Linked DNA regions of Mus musculus: regions 1, 2, 3, 4 and 5 are each linked to region 6. A link is a contact called in public promoter capture Hi-C data. All regions are on one chromosome and are shown on one strand. Each heading gives the region's core, a stretch centred on a gene start, on an enhancer-like site or on the middle of the called end of the contact. The rest is flanking DNA. Distances are from core to core; before and after follow the strand shown.

Region 1 (2,700 bases), core at 2-2,501, 2.7 Mb after region 6:
TTCTGAAATCAAAGTGGTTTAGCCTGACTGATAAATAAGGTGGCATTCCAGGGAAAAAGAAACGCTTCTTACCTTGGACATGGCGTTAAAGCTTCAAGAATGTATGGCTGTGTTTCTGGGAGCAGGGAGGTGTCCTAAGAAAGTAAAGTGGACAGAAACAGGAAACTGTAAGTTCCAGGTGTATCCTGCAGCCCCAGCATCACACCTCTGTCCTTCTCCTCCCTCCACAGACATGCATTTGAGGTATCCCTACATTTAACAATGCTTTTCCTATGTACTGTATAGTTCTGGGACTCAACATATATTTTATGTCTAAGTTATCTCTTTCACTTATGTCTGAGCAATTTAAGACTGGCATTATTAGATTAGAATCTTCCACCTTTCACACATGAAGGTTTACATCATTGAAGATACACAAGGCAATAGTTGAGAAAATAACTGTGCCAAACTGGAAACTAGACTGGAATTTATAGTGTATAGATGACGTTAAAAGGAAGTATATCTCCACCCTTTCCATAAGGATGAGATGTAGGCCATCAAGTGAAGCTACTTTGCACAGAGTGGGTAGCAAAGGGACCATGTGATCTAGAAGACAGTGGACCAGGATCAGGATACCCTACAAATGCCCCCCCCCGCCCTTCCCCCCCTATGATATCTCATACTGTCACATATTTTCCAGCACTGTCTGTCTCAAACAGTTACACTGTTTAGATGCAATGAAATAGCCCTATACACTGTTATTCGGGCCCATACATTGTCACAGGCTCCATCCCAGCTGGTAGCAAAAGTCTTGCTGTAATAATATCACATAGTCCCAAATGCAGCCTCAAAGCCCCTCATGGCGTCTTTATCCCCACATTCCACATTGTCACAGACCCCCCTTGTACCTGGTGGCATAGTCTTGTGTATTCACACACATCCTTATGGGATCTCACAGTCTCATACACCATCATAGGCCCTTCAACACTGTGACATGGTCTCATAGTGCTACACCTATTGTCCCAGCCTCTCACTCTATGTCATAGCCAGCATTCAGTCTCACAAACTGTCACAGGCCCTGACAGTACTCTTGGCACAGTCTCAAGCCTCAGGCCTTCACAATAAAGTGGCTTGGTCTCAACCCTGTCAGATAGGTTTCCAAACACATTCTCCCACATGCTGTCATATACAGTCAACACGCTGTCACAACCCCTCAGTTTCAAGCAGTATTCAGTCTCACAGCCACAGGCATCTCGTACACAAGGTGTGGTCTGACACTGCCACTCAGATCCCCACTCCAAAGTGCTCACATATAATACACCCTCCACTGTGCAGTCACCCACACTGTCACAGCCTTTCAGTCTTACACAGTGTATGCAGTACCAGACCCCCTCACACGGTGTGGGGTCTCACTGTCATATGAGTCTTCAGACACATTCTCCCACATGATCCCTTATATTGTCACAATCTGTCACACACAATGTCACAGCCTCGGTCTCACACAGTATTTAGTCTCACAGTCAGAAGTCCTTAATACACAGTGATCCAGTCTAACACTGTCACTCAGCTGATCCCTCCCCGGTACAATCACATACACTGTCACAGTCTTTTAGTCTCACAGAGTATTCAGTCACAGGCCCCCCTCATGCAAGTGGGTGGTCTCATACTGTCACACACATGATAACCACCTCAGTCTCACACAGTGTACAGGCTCAGCCACAGTCACTCACTCATGTTCCCACACACATCCCCTAGCGCTATCACACACTGGCACAAGCCTCTCTCTCTGTTTCATGTATCTCCATACTCACAGTCACAGGCTCCCCCCATTATGGGGTGCTGTCTTATAATGTCACATACATTGTCACCGCCTCAGTCTCACATAGTTGCAACCTTACAATCATAATAGGCCCCTCATATACGGTGGCGTGGTCTCGCACGGTCACTCTGCACCCACTACACTTTCTCCCACGCGGTACCTTGATCCTCACCGAGCGTCTCCTCAGTCCTCGTCACCTCTCACTCGGCGCCGAGGCAGATCTGGCCGGGGCCGGGGCTCGATCTCGCGGCGCCGGTAGAGCTCACAAAGGCGCGGCTGCGGAGCGACTCCGCGCAAGGGCCTCTGGGAGGTGGAGTACTGCGCTTGACTGGAGCGGCGTAAGGCATGCTGGGAACGCCTTTTAGGGCGCGGCTTTCGGGGGTCCTAGAATCTCCGCTGAATTCTGTCTCTTCCCTTCCGGTCGTCAGAACCAGAACTCACTCAGGCTGCGCAGGAGCTGCTTGCTCTCCTCGGTCTCTTAGACGAGGAGTCGGGGGTGGGGGTAGTTGTGGTGGTGGTGGTGGTGGTGGGGGGGCTGTGCTCGAGCACGCATGCGCAGTGCTAGCTGGCCGGTGCCCTGTCCAGAGCAGCGGATGAAAATTGGTCATCTCCTGGTTCAGGGCCCACGTTGCTGGGTTTCTTTCTCCCTTGTTTGTTTACCTTCTCTCTGCCTTACCTTTTCACGCATCATTCATTACTCGCCTTCTGTATGTCAGACTCTGAAATGGACACAACAATGAACCCCGCCTGACCAAAATCTTCATCTTTATGGAACCAACATAGACTGGGGAGGAAGTGCGCTAGGGCTGTAACCCAATGATAGAGCTCCTGCCTAGCTAGAATGCTTGAAGCCCTAGGTTAAGTCAGCCATTGGGGGGGGGGGGCTGCTAGAAAAAAAAAAG
Region 2 (2,966 bases), core at 368-2,867, 2.6 Mb after region 6:
CCTCTTCTCTCCCCTCCTCCCTCTCCTCATATTGCTTAGGGTCATGTTCACTTTGGACTCTCTCAGACATCCGTGCCTCTGACTATGTGTCCCTTTATCTACAATAAACCTTCTCATCTACCATACCTAGGAACAGTCATGTTCTTCCCTTTTTATTTTATTTTAGTTTTCATTCACTGGGAAATGAATGCAACCTTTAGTCTCACCCTTTCTGGTCTCCAAGATAACGAATTCCCTGCCTCTTTTGGTAGTAACATCATAGTTTCTCCTGGATAGATGGAGGTTTTGAAAGACTTGTGAGAATCTGAGTCACACTTCTTCTTTGGAGCCTCCCACCCTGTACCCCCATTCTTGGACTGGGGCTCTCTCAGTCTCTTGGTTTCCCCTTTAGAGAAATGATGTGTAGAACTTAACCTCTGTGCTTCCCTCCTACTTCCTATTTCTGGGGCCTCAGGTAAGGTCCAATGTGCTTGGAACCTCAGTTTTCCCATCGGTGAAATGAAATGCTGTGTTTGCTCAGTAGTGCCGTTGTTTCCCACATGACCATTCAGATGTCACAGTTGACGCTCATCACTGTCTTGACTGAAGATCTAAATGAGTCACTTCCCTTTCTCTAGGCACTTATATTTATACGCAGGTTGGGTATACTGAATTGTGCAGCTGACAGCATTTCACTTGTGCACACACCAATGACTGTGTTCTTGCTAAGGGATGCCATAACAGGGTCTGGTGTCTAGTCTACCCTTATCCTGGTGATTGCTGTGCGACCCGAGAGTCATTCCTTGTCCTTCACTGAGCCTAGGGTTTCCTCAAGTATTACCCCTATTCTCTTTCTACTTGGTGAGATGTAAAGTGACTCCGGAAGTGGCTTGAATGGAGTTATAATTTGATAAGGTAGGACCAGAAATCATTAGGGTTGCTCAAGAGGTTTAGGGCAGGCCTTTCCCCTTTACGTGAGATTTATACTGAGTTCCTAGAAAATTTCAGGTTTATAGTTTGGGAGGGAGTACGGCCTTATAAGTGTTGAATTGTGCTGTGGAGAGTCTTCAATCAGACTCCAAGGTGGAACGCTCCTCTTCTCACGTGCCCATCGTTTCCCCCATGGCTTTCTAAACAGCCACAGAAGAAACTCTGTCCTCTCCTCTGAGGGTCACAAGGTCTCCAGACAGGCGACAACGAGGATGGAAACACCCTTTTGGGCGTGGATATCCTTAGTCTCTTGCCAAAGCCTGAGGTTGGCGGTACAAGCTCGCGGTTGCGCACGGCGTAAGGCGCGTGGAAGCCCAGTGAGTCCGAGGTGTGGAACGCTAGGAGAAGCATCCCGGAAAGGACGCATGCTGAATGGACTCTAACGGGAGCTTGGCCGAACCCCTTAGAAAAGCGCTTAGCGTAGGAGGGCGCACACGGGTCGGCAGAATAGCCAACCAAATTATTGAGGGCGTGGCCTCGCGCTGTCTCCGGGGTTCTGCGACTGCAGCGTCTAGTTGCGTGTCAGGGGGCGTGGCTCCGCGCTCCGGGGGAAGCCCTGGGGGCGGGGCCGCACTGGCCTGCGTCCTTCTGGAGGGGCGGGGGGACCGGGGAGAGGCCCTGAAGGGATCCCTGGGGGTCTGGGAGGCGAGTGCGCAGGCGCGGGAGCTCTGTTGCTAGCAGTTCTGTGGCAGCTGTGAGACGGAGGACGCAGCAGGGAGACAGGTGAGGGGGTCTGGTGACTGCGAGCCTTCCTTCAGTGGGAATGATTGATAGCGTGTGTGTGTGTGTGTGTGTGTGTGTGTGTGTGTGTGTGTGTGTGTGTGTGTGACAGAGAGACAGAGAGAGACAGAGACCTGTTTGCGTGGGTCGCTCTGGTGATCTGAGTTGATTCGGGTGCACGCCTGAAGCTTCGTGTATGCTTGGCGTATATTGTTTGTTGTGGGGTGAACACAGTATGAGAATCCTTCAGGAGACTCCACGTGTGTATATGTGTGTGCGCGAGAGAAGAGAAGTGGAAGGGGGGCGCGGGAGAAGGGAAGTGGGAGGGGGGAAGGGAGAGGGAGAGACCGACTAGGCCTGTGAGCCCCAAGAAACAGGTGCGAATACCACCAACTGCGTGATGTGACCAGTGTGCCCTGTGTAAAGGAAGACACTACAAGGGGCCGCTAGTGGATGTAGGAACAGAGTTCTGAGCATCTCGGTTGTACTTGTGTGTGAGTGTGATAGACTGATGGAGCTGTTTATCATAGTCTGAGGGCACTCGGCCTGTGGGGCCCAGGGACAGGTGACTGTACAGGTCCTAGTGGGAAAGGAGGCCACCGCAGGCTAGAGGGGCCCAAGGGTGTGGGCACACAGTTCTGAGTATCTCTATGTCACTAGCTGTGCTGGTGTGAGAGTGTTGGCGGGTGTGTTTGTGTGTGTGTGAGAGAGAGAGGCTGATGAAGTTATTTATCAAAGTCTAGAGATACAGTGAGCCATCAGATGACAATGGCTTTGTGAGTGTGTGCCAGTGTGTGATTGATCGTGCCTCATCTCATTTGTTACCGTGGCAACGGGCTCCTCTAGAGGAGGAGATGTGATGGCCTAGTCTGGGAAACTGAACCTGTTAAGGATGAGACTTTTCCTTCTGTACAAAGGGATAAATGGCGCTCATCAGAGTGTTGATGGAAAGGCTAAACGGACTGTGAAATAATACAGGTGAAATGCCTTGTACAATGCCTGGGACATACTGAGTGCGGTGTAGAGTCTGGCCTTTGTTGTAGTGCTGACGGTGGAGGTTTGCTGTTGTGTTGTTGGCCTGTGTACAGGTAGGGTTGTAGTGGTGAATTCCAAAGGAGTTTTAGTGTCTACATTTGGAATTTGGCCGTCTTTCACCTCTAGCAGAGGTTCTGGATTGAGCAGTGGTGCACACACCCTCCAGACTCCTTTTATCCCTAGGCAAGCAACCTGGCTTCTTGGTGTCTGCCCAAGAATGGTCCTGCGGGAAAGTTGCATCC
Region 3 (2,700 bases), core at 29-2,528, 2.5 Mb after region 6:
GATAGATCCGTCTCTAAGCTGTAAACTAGTGAGTAAATAGAAACTAGGGCAATGGTATTGTCCATCCACGAATTTGGTAAGGACAATAACAACTCTGCTTCACATGATTTCCTTTGTGTGCCAATGTCACCTTTTTTCGAAGTCCAGTGAGGAGGGGAGAGTCTCTGTCTGCCCCACTAGCTTGTAAGAGCCATCTATCACGTAAACAGAAAGTCTCATAACCTTCTTGCGCTCCTGCGAGTACGTGTGTATGTGGTGCGTTGGGGTAGTAGGTAGGGGTAGGGCTGGAAAGATGACAAAGAGGTTAACAACGAAGCACAAGCTATTCTAGACGTCCTTCTAGCACCTACATGTGGCTCACAACCGTCTGTAATACAGGTCTAAGGGAATCCCACGCCGCTTTCTGGCCTCCGTGGGTACTGCGAGCACATGGTGCACCGACTCAGCGAAACACCCATACATATTACAAAGAGCAAACTCAAAACCTTCTTGCCTTTTCTGAGGTAGGGAAACTGAGGCTTCAGTGTCCGTAGGGGGCTACACAAGCGCCGTTTGACACGTAATATTTTCCTTCCTATTCACAAGACGGGAAACTGAGGCTAGAGAGTGGACTGACAGTATGGGACGAGCGAACTAATTCTCAGAGGTCAGGTTTCGTTGACCAGCCTCAACCTTCCTTTAACCTAGTACTGGAGCGGGAGGGCGATACTGCAACTGTTGTCAAGGAGACGGATCTCCCACTGCTGATCTGAGGAGAACTCTGGCATAGCCTCCACGACCTCCTCTATAGGCGCTTAAAGGTCCTGGAGGCGGGTCTCCCAAGTGTGCTGCCTCCCCCGGTTTCCACGACAACGAAACCACAGATTCCTCTTATCCCTCCCCGACCCGTCCGCGTTTGCCAGAAGTCAGCCGGCGGGGTGTCTTGTGAGGGATGGTAGAGGAAGGAAATCCACGTGAAATCTGGGAAATGTAGTCCAAAATCAGAAGCGCTCTGTTTGCGCCTGTGTGAGCCAATAGGAATCGGGTTTTCTTCTTTACACTTTAAGAAATGTAGTTTTCTGGCTAGCTCGGGACGCACGAGCGTACAGGACTCATCACAGTAGGGCTAATGGAAAGCCGCTTTGTCGCGATGTTTCTTGGGAGATGTAGTTTCCAGCTGGGAGAGGTGGGAAGTGTTGGGTAGAATTAGCGATTCCTAGTGTAGAGAGTGAGGGGACGTGGGGGCGGGGAAGTACGGGTGAATTTGGCGCAAAGCCTGCTGGGGCATGGAGTCCCGATGAGCTTTGTGCGCATGTGCGGGAAGGTGAGGTTGTTTGGGGGGCCTCGCCCAGGAGAGTGAGGTGAGCTAGAGGGAAAAGGAAGGGCTGGGGAGTCCGGTGTACGGGGAACGGGCGGACCACGGGGAGGGGTACCCAGGTCTGGAGGAGGGAGAGGAAGGGAGGGATGGGCGGCTTGGGGGAGGGGGATGATAGGAGGCTGGAGGTGGGGTTCTGGGGGCGGGCCGGGGAGCGGGAGGAACGCGAGATGCAGACGCGGGAGAGTTGGAGGCCTGGGGAGGCTGGGCAGCGGGAGGGGGCTGGGATGTTCGAGGGGGAGCCCTGGGATGGTTGGAAACTGAGAGTGGAGTGGAAGTTGGACCCCACTGAGAAATCCTGGGGCGCCGGGACCTCTAACCTCTTCGAAAAGGATTGCGGGAAGGGGTCTATCCAGGGGCACCGTGCCATAGCAGCGTAGACCGGTGCAGGTGGCTAGTCCTGTGTGCTGGTCACACGTTCACACGCACTTCTGTCGAGTTGAGGTTCTGGAGGATAAGTATTTCTTCATTACAAGCGTATCCGCCTCATTAGCTTGTCGCGAGAGGCGAAATTCATTAATGTGCAGAAGGGGCTTGGAGACAGGTTTTAACAGGATAAGAGGGACTTAAATCTCTCGGTTCTGATCCTCCTGGCTCAGCCTCTCACGTGCTCAGATTACAAGCGTTGGCCTAGTTTTTTTGTTTTGTTCAGGGTTTTTGTTGTTGTTGATGATGGTGTTTTGGGTATGGTCTCCTGTAGCCCAGGCTGGCCTTAATCACACTCGAGAGCCATGCCAAGCTTTAAACCGGTGAAAGTAATTGAATTTAAAAACAAACAAACAAAAATACTCATCTTAACTTTTTTTTTTTTTTTTTTTGGTTTTTCAAGACAGAGTTTCTCTGTATAACCCTGGCTGTCCTGGAACTCACTCTGTAGACCAGGCTGGCCTTGAACTCAAATCCGCCTGCCTCTGCCTCCCAAGAGCAGGGCTTAAAGGCATGAGCCACCACTGCCAGTCTTCACTCCTTTTTATATGCTATTTTAACACCTATTCCAATTTACAATTTAGTCTTGGGCGCTTGTTTCACAGTGGCTTTACGTAAATGACTCACAAGGAGTTGGAGGGTTAATGTGTGTTGATAGTAAATGCAATAGGTGGGGTTTGTTTATTGCCAGGTGGTGTTCTGGGTACTTTTTTTTTCTTTTAATGATTTATTTTTATTTTAACGTGCATCCATATTTTGCCTGCATATGTGTTTACTGCATCCTCTGATTCTAGAGTTTCAGTTGTGAGCTGCCATGTGGGTGCTGGGCATTGAACCCAGGTCCTCTGGAAAAGCAGCAACCAGTACTCTTAACTGCTGAGCCACCTCTCCAGCCATGCTCTGGGGTACTTTTTTGCTCT
Region 4 (2,993 bases), core at 371-2,870, 2.7 Mb after region 6:
TGGGGTTGGGGATTTAGCTCAGTGGTAAAGTGCTTGCCTAGCAAGCCCAAGGCCCTGGGTTCGGTCCTCAGCTCCGGAAAAAGGAAAAAAAAAAGAAAAAAAAAGAAAAAAAATCTGACTCTTATATTTTGGTTCCTATGACATTGTCGTATTTGCTGCTTCCAACATTATGACATTCCCATTTTGTAGGTGAAACATATGCTGGTTTGCTGATCCCAGAGGTGATCAACATGAGTGGGAGGGAGGAGACAATCAGATGTAGAATAGTGGCTGTTTTTATTGTAGCAAAGCTTTCCCGCAAAGATCAAACTTCCAAGCCTTGCGTCGTGGGGGCTCACACCATTGATTTCAATTTGGAAGAAAACGAATGGATACAGAAAGATCAAGAGTTACCCATTTCGGAGGTTAGTCTGGGCTAACCACCTCAAATCTCCCTCTACAAAAATTATAATCTCAAAAACTAACAATAAAGATCGAGCTTGGTTAAGTAAGGGACAGTGACATCAAGGAGGCTCACAAAAGAGTGTGAGGGAAGCCTCACGAAAGGGTGGGGAGCCTAACAAAGAGCTGGCGCAAGACTCGCCCTAACCGACACGGCTAGGAATCCTGGGCAACCCTTCTGTATAATCACGCACTCAGCCACACACTGTCACAGCTCCAATCCGTTCTGCAAACAGTCTTAAATGGTGCCTTTCTCCTCAAATTCTGCCCTTTTTCTCTGACTCCTCTGAGAAGCCGCCCCTTCTCCTTCAAGCCCCGCCCTCACCTCGGGCTGCGGGGAGAACCTCCCTACTTGCTAAGCCCTGCCCCTCATCTCAGAATGCTGTAAACCCTCCCCTTTTCTGCTTAGCGCCAGGCTCACCATGCACTACGCTGAAAACCTGCTCTTTCGCCTCAAGCCCCGCCGCCCTCTAGATTTTGCTGAGAACCCGCCCCTTCTATACTAAGTCCCGCCCTCTAGAATCTGCTGAGAACCCGCCCCTTCTTCAAGCCCCGCCTTCACCTCTGACTGTGAGGAGAACCGCCCTACTGGCTAAGCCCCGCCCCTTCAGATTGCCGAGAACCCACTCCTTCAATGCTTAGCACCGCCCTCACACGAGCCGCTGAGAACCCGCCCCTTCTCCTCCAAGCTCCGCCCTCACCTCCGGAGGCGGAGACCAACCGTTCTTGCTAAGCCCCGCCCTCACCTCGGATTCTTCTGAGAACCCGCCCCTCCTCTAATCCCTGCCCTCACCTCACCTCACACAGAGCTGAGAACCCGCCCTACTTGATAACCCCGCCCCTCACCTAATACGGATAAGCTCCCGCCCCTTACCCACTTAGTACCGCCCTCTCCAGGGACTCTGCTGAGAACACGCCCCTTCTCCACCAAGCCCCGCCCCTTACTCCAGTTTCTTCTGGGAACCTTCCTATCTAAGCCCAGCCCCTCACATCAAACTTCTGAGACCCTTGCTCTTCTCTGCTTAGCTTTGCCTTCACCCTCAGTCTAAGAAACTGTTCTCCGTAGTACCCGCTTCTCATCGCAGACTTCGCTGAGTACACGCCCCTTCAGCCCCACCTTTCTCAGATTAAGCTCTTAGGTCGTCGCTGGCAGAGGCTGCGCTTGCGCACACATAGCTTGTAGGAAACCTCCCAGCGTTCCTCGGTTGACAGCGTCTGGGTAAGGCAGCTAGCGGGCGCTTGTTAGGGAGTGGGAGCCCGAGCGCTGCGGGCAGGGGAGATCCTCGTGGTCCCTGTGTTTTCTGTCTGGAGGTAGGCAGGCGGTTGCGTGGAATCTAGGGGGCACGAAAGCTCAGACGACTGGGCGTCCGGATCTAAGTCTGTGCTTGGGTGTGCCAGGCCCGTGCGTGTGTGAAAGGAACTGGGCTGTAAGTTTTCGGTGTGAGAGAGGGAGACAGAGTCTGAGAGAAATAAGTGCTGTGATTGTGAGAGAACTGTGAAATGTATGATGATAAGTGTGTCTTCCAGTGATCTGCATTACAGCACTTAAATGCTTGGAATCTCCAAAGTAATAAATACCTTGTTGACTGCTCTTGATTGATGGCTGACAAGACTCAAGGTAGTTTCAGAGTCGGTGCTGATCATCGCAGACGCTAAACGGGATTAGAGGATCAGTCCCAAACCCCATCCAGGAGAGGACAGGAGCTGAGGTTGATCACCAGATGCCAGTCCTTTTGTTGATGTTTCGAGACAGAATGTCATGTAATCCAGCAGTCCTCAAACTCTTTATGTAAGTAGAGGATGAGTTTGGAACTCTGATCTTCCTAACTCAGCCTTCCAAGTGCTGTAATTACAGGCGTGTGCAACCCACACTCAGATAAATGATTTACACAGCCATGCTTACGTGATGAAGTGTCCATAGCGACTCAAAAGGAAAGGATTCAAAGAGCTTTCTGACAGGAGTATTGTATCCCTGCATAGAAATCCTGAGAGGCCGTTGAGGGAAGTGGGTAAAGTGAAGATAGGATTGTGTTGGAGACTTCAAGATGTTGGAGATACTAGAGTCGTGGGGTAGCTGCAGCCTGAGTGTGGAACCAGCCCAAGACAGAGAAGTACGTGGCAGTCAGCAAAGCTGAAAGGATTCGGAGATCTGAATGACACAGAGATGCAGAATTTAGAGTTTGCCCTGCTTGTTTTCCGTCTTTGTTCTTTGGTCCAGTATTGATTTTCTTATTGTGCTCCTTTCTCTCCCTTTTGGAATGTGTTTTTATTTTTAAAGATTTATTTATTTTTGCTTGTATGGATATTTTGCCTGCATGCACAAATATGTACACCAAATGCATGGCTGGAGGCATGGATCTCCTGGAACTAGAGTTACAGGCAGTTGTAAGCTGCCATGTGGGTGCTGGGAATTGAACCCCAGTCCTCTAGAGGAACATCCAGTGTTCCTAACTGCTGAGTCATTTCTCCAGCCCCACTTTTGGAAATAATGTGTATGCTTTGGCATTGTATGTTGCGAGCATGTGATCTGCTTTTTAATTTTGACTTTACAG
Region 5 (2,909 bases), core at 89-2,588, 2.7 Mb after region 6:
GGCAGGCAGATCTCCGAGTTCGAGGCCAGCCTGGTCTACAGAGTGAGTTCCAGAACATCCAGAGCCACACAACACTCTCTCAGATGATAACTGAATGACAAAAATAGGCAGCTCACAGTCCTAAATGGGACATTCTTGTATACCTTCTCAAGGGTCTGGGAACATCGTATTAGACGAAGGAGAAAGAATGTAAGAGTCTGAGAATGGCAAGGAGTGCTGTGGAATGGTTTTGGGCATGTTGTGCTCATGAACTCATAGAAACTGATTACCAGCACAAGATTGCTGGTAATTACCAGCGCCGATCAATATTATAGCCATTGATAGAGGAAGGGCGTACCCCTCCACACCTAGCTGAGGAGCTATAAGCAAATGATGGCAGCTGAGAGAGTGGGAGTCATTTTTCTTTGGGGATGTGGCCTCTGGTAGATTGTTCATGTCACACTCCACTGGTATACTGGTAGGCGGCACTAACAGGGCTATATTTAAAAAAAAAGTGTGGTGGGGTGGCAAAAGGAATGTGGAAGTATTGGGGATGGTTGGGAGAGGAGATGTGTTGGATATGATCAAGATACAGTATATATACATGTATGAAACCGACAAAGAATAAACTGCGCTCCCCTCACCTCACCCCGCTTCCCCGTTTCTCTGTGTAGCCCTGACTGTCCTGGAACTCGCTCTGCAGATCAGGTTGGTCTCGAATTCTGAGATCCGGCTGTCTCTTACTCCCGGGCACTGCGATTAAAGGCAAGAGTGAACATATTAAAGAGGCACCGCAGAAGAAAACCTGGGGAAACCTGCAGACCTAAAACTTGGTAGTACATACAGAGGGGCATTTTGAACACTAGGCACTAAAGTCGAGGTGGTCTAGTGGAGAGGTGAAGATTGCAATGGCAGCAACTGAATCCCAAACTGAAAAGTACATGCAACCAGAACCACTGTGGACTTGCCAAAAGCCCGCATTGCCCCAGCCCAATTCACAGCATCCTCCAACTCCCCTTCCTCCAAACAACCTCAAATCGCGCGCCACTAGCCCTGCCGCTGCACTCGTACGCTCCAATTGTCACCAGGACTCCCAGAAGCCTCTGAGGAACTGTTTTGAATTTCGCGGGACTCGTGTTTCCGGCAGGGTCCCGCGGTTCTCCCACAGGGTCTTGTAAAAACCAGCTGGGCTCTAAAGGATTTCTCCGCTGGGGACTACACTTCCCAGGGGGCCTTGTGCTCAAGCAAAGTCCACTTCCGGTGCGTTCCGGAGGAACTGCCTGAGGGTCCGATCTTTTAGGGCGGGGTTGGGCAGGGCGAGGGCGTGGCTGGCGAGGGCGTGGCGGGCGTGGGTGTTGCCGGGGGTGTGTCCCTGAGCAGCGGCCTTGAAGGGTGTCTGCAGCCTGGCTAGGAGAGCGTGCGCCCCTCGCGTGACATGCAGGGAATGGCGAGTGTAGTGTCATGCGAACCCTGGGCCCTCCTGGGGCGTGGCGCCCTCTGCACAAAGGCCAGGCCTGGTGGAGGTCCGGCGGCGGGGACTGTAGTTGCTCCTGGGAGCCCCGACCGGGGAAGGCCGCGCTCCAGGAACAGCCTGGCCTCCCAGGATCAGCAAGGAGCAGTGACCTCGGGGACCGCGCACAAAGGTGAGTGTCATGTTTCTGGGCTGAGTGGACAAAGATGAATCTATTCTGGGTGTGAAGGAAGGGTAAGGTCCGATGGTTCTCGAGGCCTTGGTGCTGGAGATGGTGTCTCTGGGCGCGTGATTGTGATGGTTAAATAACCAATCCTCGAAAGCTCAACTTGAGGCAGAGAAGTCAGGCAGAGGTGCTGGAGGGACGTTGACAACTACAGGGTCAACTTAGTTTAGACTTGTATCCATGTCAATGCTTCAAGAAATGAAACTCCCAGTGCGACAAGAGATGGCTTAGCCATTGTACTTGTTCCTCTTGCAGAGGTTCCTAGCACCCACATAGTGAGTCACAACCATCCCTAACTCCTATTGCAGGGGATAGAACATTCTCCTCTGAACTTTGTGGGCATCAGGCACACACACGTGGTGCACATATATTCATGCAAGTAAGACGAGAAAAGAGACAACCTGATTCCACATCCTACCCTGTCCTTACTCCCGCACAGGGTAATAAGGGTTTGGCATCTCTGCTCATGCACGGTGTAGTCTCGTGTAGATTTGGTGTCTAGTCCTTCCTTTCCTCCAGCTCTGTTTTCCAGAGATACCAACTTCCTCCAGGAGATAAACCGCAAACAGGAAGCTGCCCCTACAGGGACTAGACATAAAGCCAAGTCGCAGGTGAGTCACATTTCCTCTTTGCTTCCTGAAACAGTCTTGCCTTTTCAATACTTAATGGTGTTTATTTTCTGTGAAAAGTTTTCAGTTTAAGAGACCTGTCCTGGGTGCTGTTTCTTCCTACTCCGGTGAGTGATGGGCTACAGGGCTAGCTTCAAACTGATTCTCTTTCCTTTTCATCCCAACTGTTCCTTCTTGGTTGAAGAAATGATTCATCCCTTTCATTGTCCCATTTATCTCAGAAGGGTTTTTTTGTTTGTTTGTCTTTTGTTTTGGATAAGGTCTATCTACATAGCTCTGGCTGCCCTGCAACTCACTATGTACACTATATAGACTAGGCTGGTCTTGAACTCACAGAACTCTGCCTGCCTCTTATGAGTGCAGGAATTAAAGGTGTTTCCCATCATATTCTTCTGATTCTTATGTTCAGAAACGCTGCAGTGCTTCCACCTGGTTTCTATGATGCTCACCTTGGAGGAGAAATATATTGTGGTTAAGGCTTGCTTAGGGGGTTGAAGAGAGGGTTCAGTGGGCAAGAGTACTTCCTCTGGAAGCACAAGGACCTGAGTTTGAATCCCAAGTGCCTGTGTAAGAAGGGAAGTATGTTCCTGTAGACTGGAATTTC
Region 6 (2,700 bases), core at 7-2,506:
GCGGTGAAATGCACGTGCACGTTCTCTTCAAGTGTGGATTTATCTTCTTTTCCTCCACATAGTAGGCAGAGATAGATCGAGTTTCCCCAATTCATGAAAACGTGGTGCTCACGTTTGCAACCTAGTCAGCAAAGGGCTATGGAGTGCTTCATGGGTACTAAACAACGAGAAATCCAGAGAGTGAGACTCAAGTATGTGTAAAAACGGCAGGAATCAAACAAAATTAAACCAGAGGCTCACCTAAGCACTCGGCAAGGGTGGTCGGAGAAGTTTACTCCTTAAGAAGCATAGCAGAACTCTAGTGAGTAGTCATTACAGATGTAACCGAGGTAGGGCAAAGCGCAGTTTCCTCTACAGCTGGAGTCCTTGCAACTCCAGGGAAGGTCCCAGTCTGCTAACTTAACCAGAGAAACGTCAGTCCCACGCCTTGTGTTTCTCAGTCGCTTCTGCAATGTTCCTGATTCCTTCTTTCTTTCTTTCATCCTTTAGAAAGCACTGAGTTTTAGAGATATACCAAGCAAACGCGCTTGGGGAATAACTACGAGGATCAGATAACAGCCTAGACAGGCAAAGGAAGGATGCTCCGACAACCACACCTGTCGGCAGGTTAATAGCTACCCTATTGGCTAACCGAGGGAAGGGGCGGGGTGTTTGTCTAGCTCCTCCCCTTAGGGCTGGCGGCTCTTTTGATTGGTAGATGACTTGGGTTTACTATCCCCAACCCTCTGGCACCTCTCCGTCTCCCACTAGATAAGCTTCCTTTAACACTCACACGCTATGCTTTTTGTCGTTTTCCTCTACCCACATTCATAGCTAACCAATGAGTTCAGGGTAGAATACACCTCGCAACCAATTACAGCTGCCTTTAAACTTGACGAGTAACTTCCCGCCCCTCACCCTGACTCCTCCCCGCTGCCAATTGATTTAGGGTAAGGGGGCGGACACATCCAATCAGCACGACACAGGCTTCCTGATTGACACCCAGGTCCTCGCGCTGGCGTGTTGTGCTCCGAGGAGGGGAGGAGGAGGAGGAGCTGGGAAGAAATACCCGAGCCAATCCAAGCAAGCTGAGCGGGAGGCCAATCGAACGCCGCGCCTTGCCGAGATCAGCCAATCATAATGAAGAGGTTGGCCTCATTCTCGCTAGGAACCAATGGGGCGCGCCTAACGGCGCAGAGCGACGTACTGCGGGAGCAATGACGGACCTATATTCGGGGCTCGGGGGCGGGCCGGCGCCAGAGAGGAGAAGAGAGGAGGGGAGGCCTCCGCCGCCGCCATCTTGGACCGGGCCCGTTCAGCTTCCGTGGAGCCGTCGGCAGCCGCTGCCGGGCCTTTCCTTGATCCCTGAATCCCCTACTCGGTCGTCTAGAACAATCCCGGGCCCACTTCCTCTATCAACAACCCAACCCTACTTCCGGCTTTCGCGCCCTCTTATCGCGATAGCGCCCGGGCTCGGGGCGCGAGGAAAGAGGAAAAAAAAAAAAAAAAAAGGCGGCGGGCGGGCGCTCGCCTCTCTCTCCCCCCTCCTCGCCTGTCGCGATACGCTCCGCAGCGGCGGCGCCAGCTCCTGCGGTGAGCGTCAGGTTCGACTGGGCCGGACCCCTTTCCCTCTTCCCTCAGCTCCATCGGCCGACTTCTTGCTCCGCGACCCTGCTGCCTGTCGCGACACGGCCTCAGCTCCCGCCGGGCCCAAGCCGCGCGCTCGGGCCCAGCTTCGGCTCGGGCGGGCGGGGACCCTCTCCTCTCTCTGTCCTCCCGCGTCCGGACTCCCGCGTGGCAGAGCGCCGGCCCCGGGTGCGAGGTGCCCGTCCTCCTCCGCGTCTGGCTGGGCTTGGAGCGGTGGGCGCGCTGCGGGCCGCGGAGGGGTCTTTCTGCTCTGGGCGCGGGGCCCACTCCTGCAGTCATGCCTTCCCCGGGAGCTCCATTCGGGAGCGTTGCCTCAGTGCACCCGAAAGCTCCAGCTTGTTGGTGTCTTGATAGGGGGAAGCCTCTTTGGAAGAGATGGATCTTGTGGAGGAAAAAGTCCCCAAGACCCGAGGGTGCAGTTAACGTTGTGAGTTGGAGCCTAAGCCAAAGTTTCCACCTAGTCCTTACAGCTCTAGCAGTGAAGTCTCCTAGAGGTCCCTTTCCACCAATCTTCTTTTTAAGGAAGCATGGGGTTTGTGAGTGTGTGTGTGTGTGTGTGTGTGTGTGTGTGTGTGTTTTGTTTTAACACTCCCTCCCCAAACCTTGGATTCAGGACTGTACCGTATTGCTCACTTCCTGGCTTCACATCTTTTGCATCTTTGAGGTGGGGTATCAGTGGACTCTAGCTTTGGGGATGCAGGCTCCACTACGATGCACGGTCTGCCTCGGTGGGTGAAGCTTCCTAAGTGGTTAGGTATTGCTGTGTGTGGTGAGGACCGCTTAGCTTTTCTTTCTAGATCTGGGTCGGTGGAATGCGAGCTCCCATGCTTTCAGTTGTTGGTGCTCTTCTGTTGGGACAGTTGAAGCACTTCTAAACAGCTGTATCTCGGTTCCGGGACTGTCATCCCTCTTAGGATTAGCTTTCTGTTCTTTTGGCTAGGGGCTTCCTCACCGTCTCCCTTCCCCGGTCATCACCTGGACTGCCATCTCTCTGTATTTCCATTCTCATCTGCCCAGCCTATGTGGATATGTGATCTTTTATAATTGAAATCCACTGGGTGAAAGCGTTTCAGA

What was found. Promoter capture Hi-C pulls out the DNA fragments that hold promoters and counts their contacts.
Region 1: a promoter capture Hi-C map of cranial neural crest shows a contact between it and region 6. The contact joins the promoter of Zfp583 here to the promoter of Cnot3 in region 6. A contact is called at or near these places in 4 of 39 promoter capture datasets (cranial neural crest, hippocampal neurons, liver and 1 more).
Region 2: a promoter capture Hi-C map of pre-B cells shows a contact between it and region 6. The contact joins the promoter of Zfp667 here to the promoter of Cnot3 in region 6. A contact is called at or near these places in 7 of 39 promoter capture datasets (the C10 cell line, cranial neural crest, frontonasal cranial neural crest and 4 more), 1 of 484 Hi-C or Micro-C datasets (muscle stem cells) and 1 of 115 datasets of contacts at active chromatin or transcription factors (double positive thymocytes).
Region 3: a promoter capture Hi-C map of second pharyngeal arch cranial neural crest shows a contact between it and region 6. The contact joins the promoter of Zfp444 here to the promoter of Cnot3 in region 6. A contact is called at or near these places in 6 of 39 promoter capture datasets (the HPC-7 cell line, cranial neural crest, hippocampal neurons and 3 more), 2 of 484 Hi-C or Micro-C datasets (B cells and CD8 T cells) and 1 of 9 other capture datasets (adipose tissue).
Region 4: a contact with region 6 is called in a promoter capture Hi-C map of pre-B cells, with 6 times the contacts expected there. The contact joins the promoter of Zfp78 here to the promoter of Cnot3 in region 6. A contact is called at or near these places in 6 of 39 promoter capture datasets (the C10 cell line, cranial neural crest, frontonasal cranial neural crest and 3 more).
Region 5: a contact with region 6 is called in a promoter capture Hi-C map of pre-B cells, with 5 times the contacts expected there. The contact joins the promoter of Zfp28 here to the promoter of Cnot3 in region 6. A contact is called at or near these places in 5 of 39 promoter capture datasets (the C10 cell line, cranial neural crest, frontonasal cranial neural crest and 2 more) and 1 of 115 datasets of contacts at active chromatin or transcription factors (astrocytes).

The regions. Positions count from the first base shown.
Region 1 is chr7:6,329,183-6,331,882 of GRCm38.p6, forward strand. It overlaps Zfp583 (zinc finger protein 583), which reads right to left and starts at 1,252. Exons shown (of 5, transcript NM_001033249.3): 1 at 888-1,252; 2 at 73-134. The coding sequence starts at 81.
Region 2 is chr7:6,284,963-6,287,928 of GRCm38.p6, forward strand. It overlaps Zfp667 (zinc finger protein 667), which reads left to right and starts at 1,618. Exons shown (of 5, transcript NM_001024928.2): 1 at 1,618-1,692.
Region 3 is chr7:6,171,235-6,173,934 of GRCm38.p6, forward strand. Zfp444 (zinc finger protein 444) reads left to right here and starts at 1,279. Exons shown (of 4, transcript NM_028316.3): 1 at 1,279-1,340.
Region 4 is chr7:6,361,688-6,364,680 of GRCm38.p6, forward strand. Zfp78 (zinc finger protein 78) reads left to right here and starts at 1,621. Exons shown (of 5, transcript NM_001025163.1): 1 at 1,621-1,660.
Region 5 is chr7:6,381,980-6,384,888 of GRCm38.p6, forward strand. Zfp28 (zinc finger protein 28) reads left to right here and starts at 1,339. Exons shown (of 7, transcript NM_175247.3): 1 at 1,339-1,622; 2 at 2,196-2,287. The coding sequence starts at 1,415. Zfp78 (zinc finger protein 78) reads left to right here. Exons shown (of 5, transcript NM_001025163.1): 5 at 1-626.
Region 6 is chr7:3,644,013-3,646,712 of GRCm38.p6, forward strand. Cnot3 (CCR4-NOT transcription complex, subunit 3) reads left to right here and starts at 1,257. Exons shown (of 18, transcript NM_146176.3): 1 at 1,257-1,572. Gm15927 (a long non-coding RNA gene) reads right to left here and starts at 333. Exons shown (of 6, transcript XR_003946711.1): 1 at 241-333; 2 at 1-157.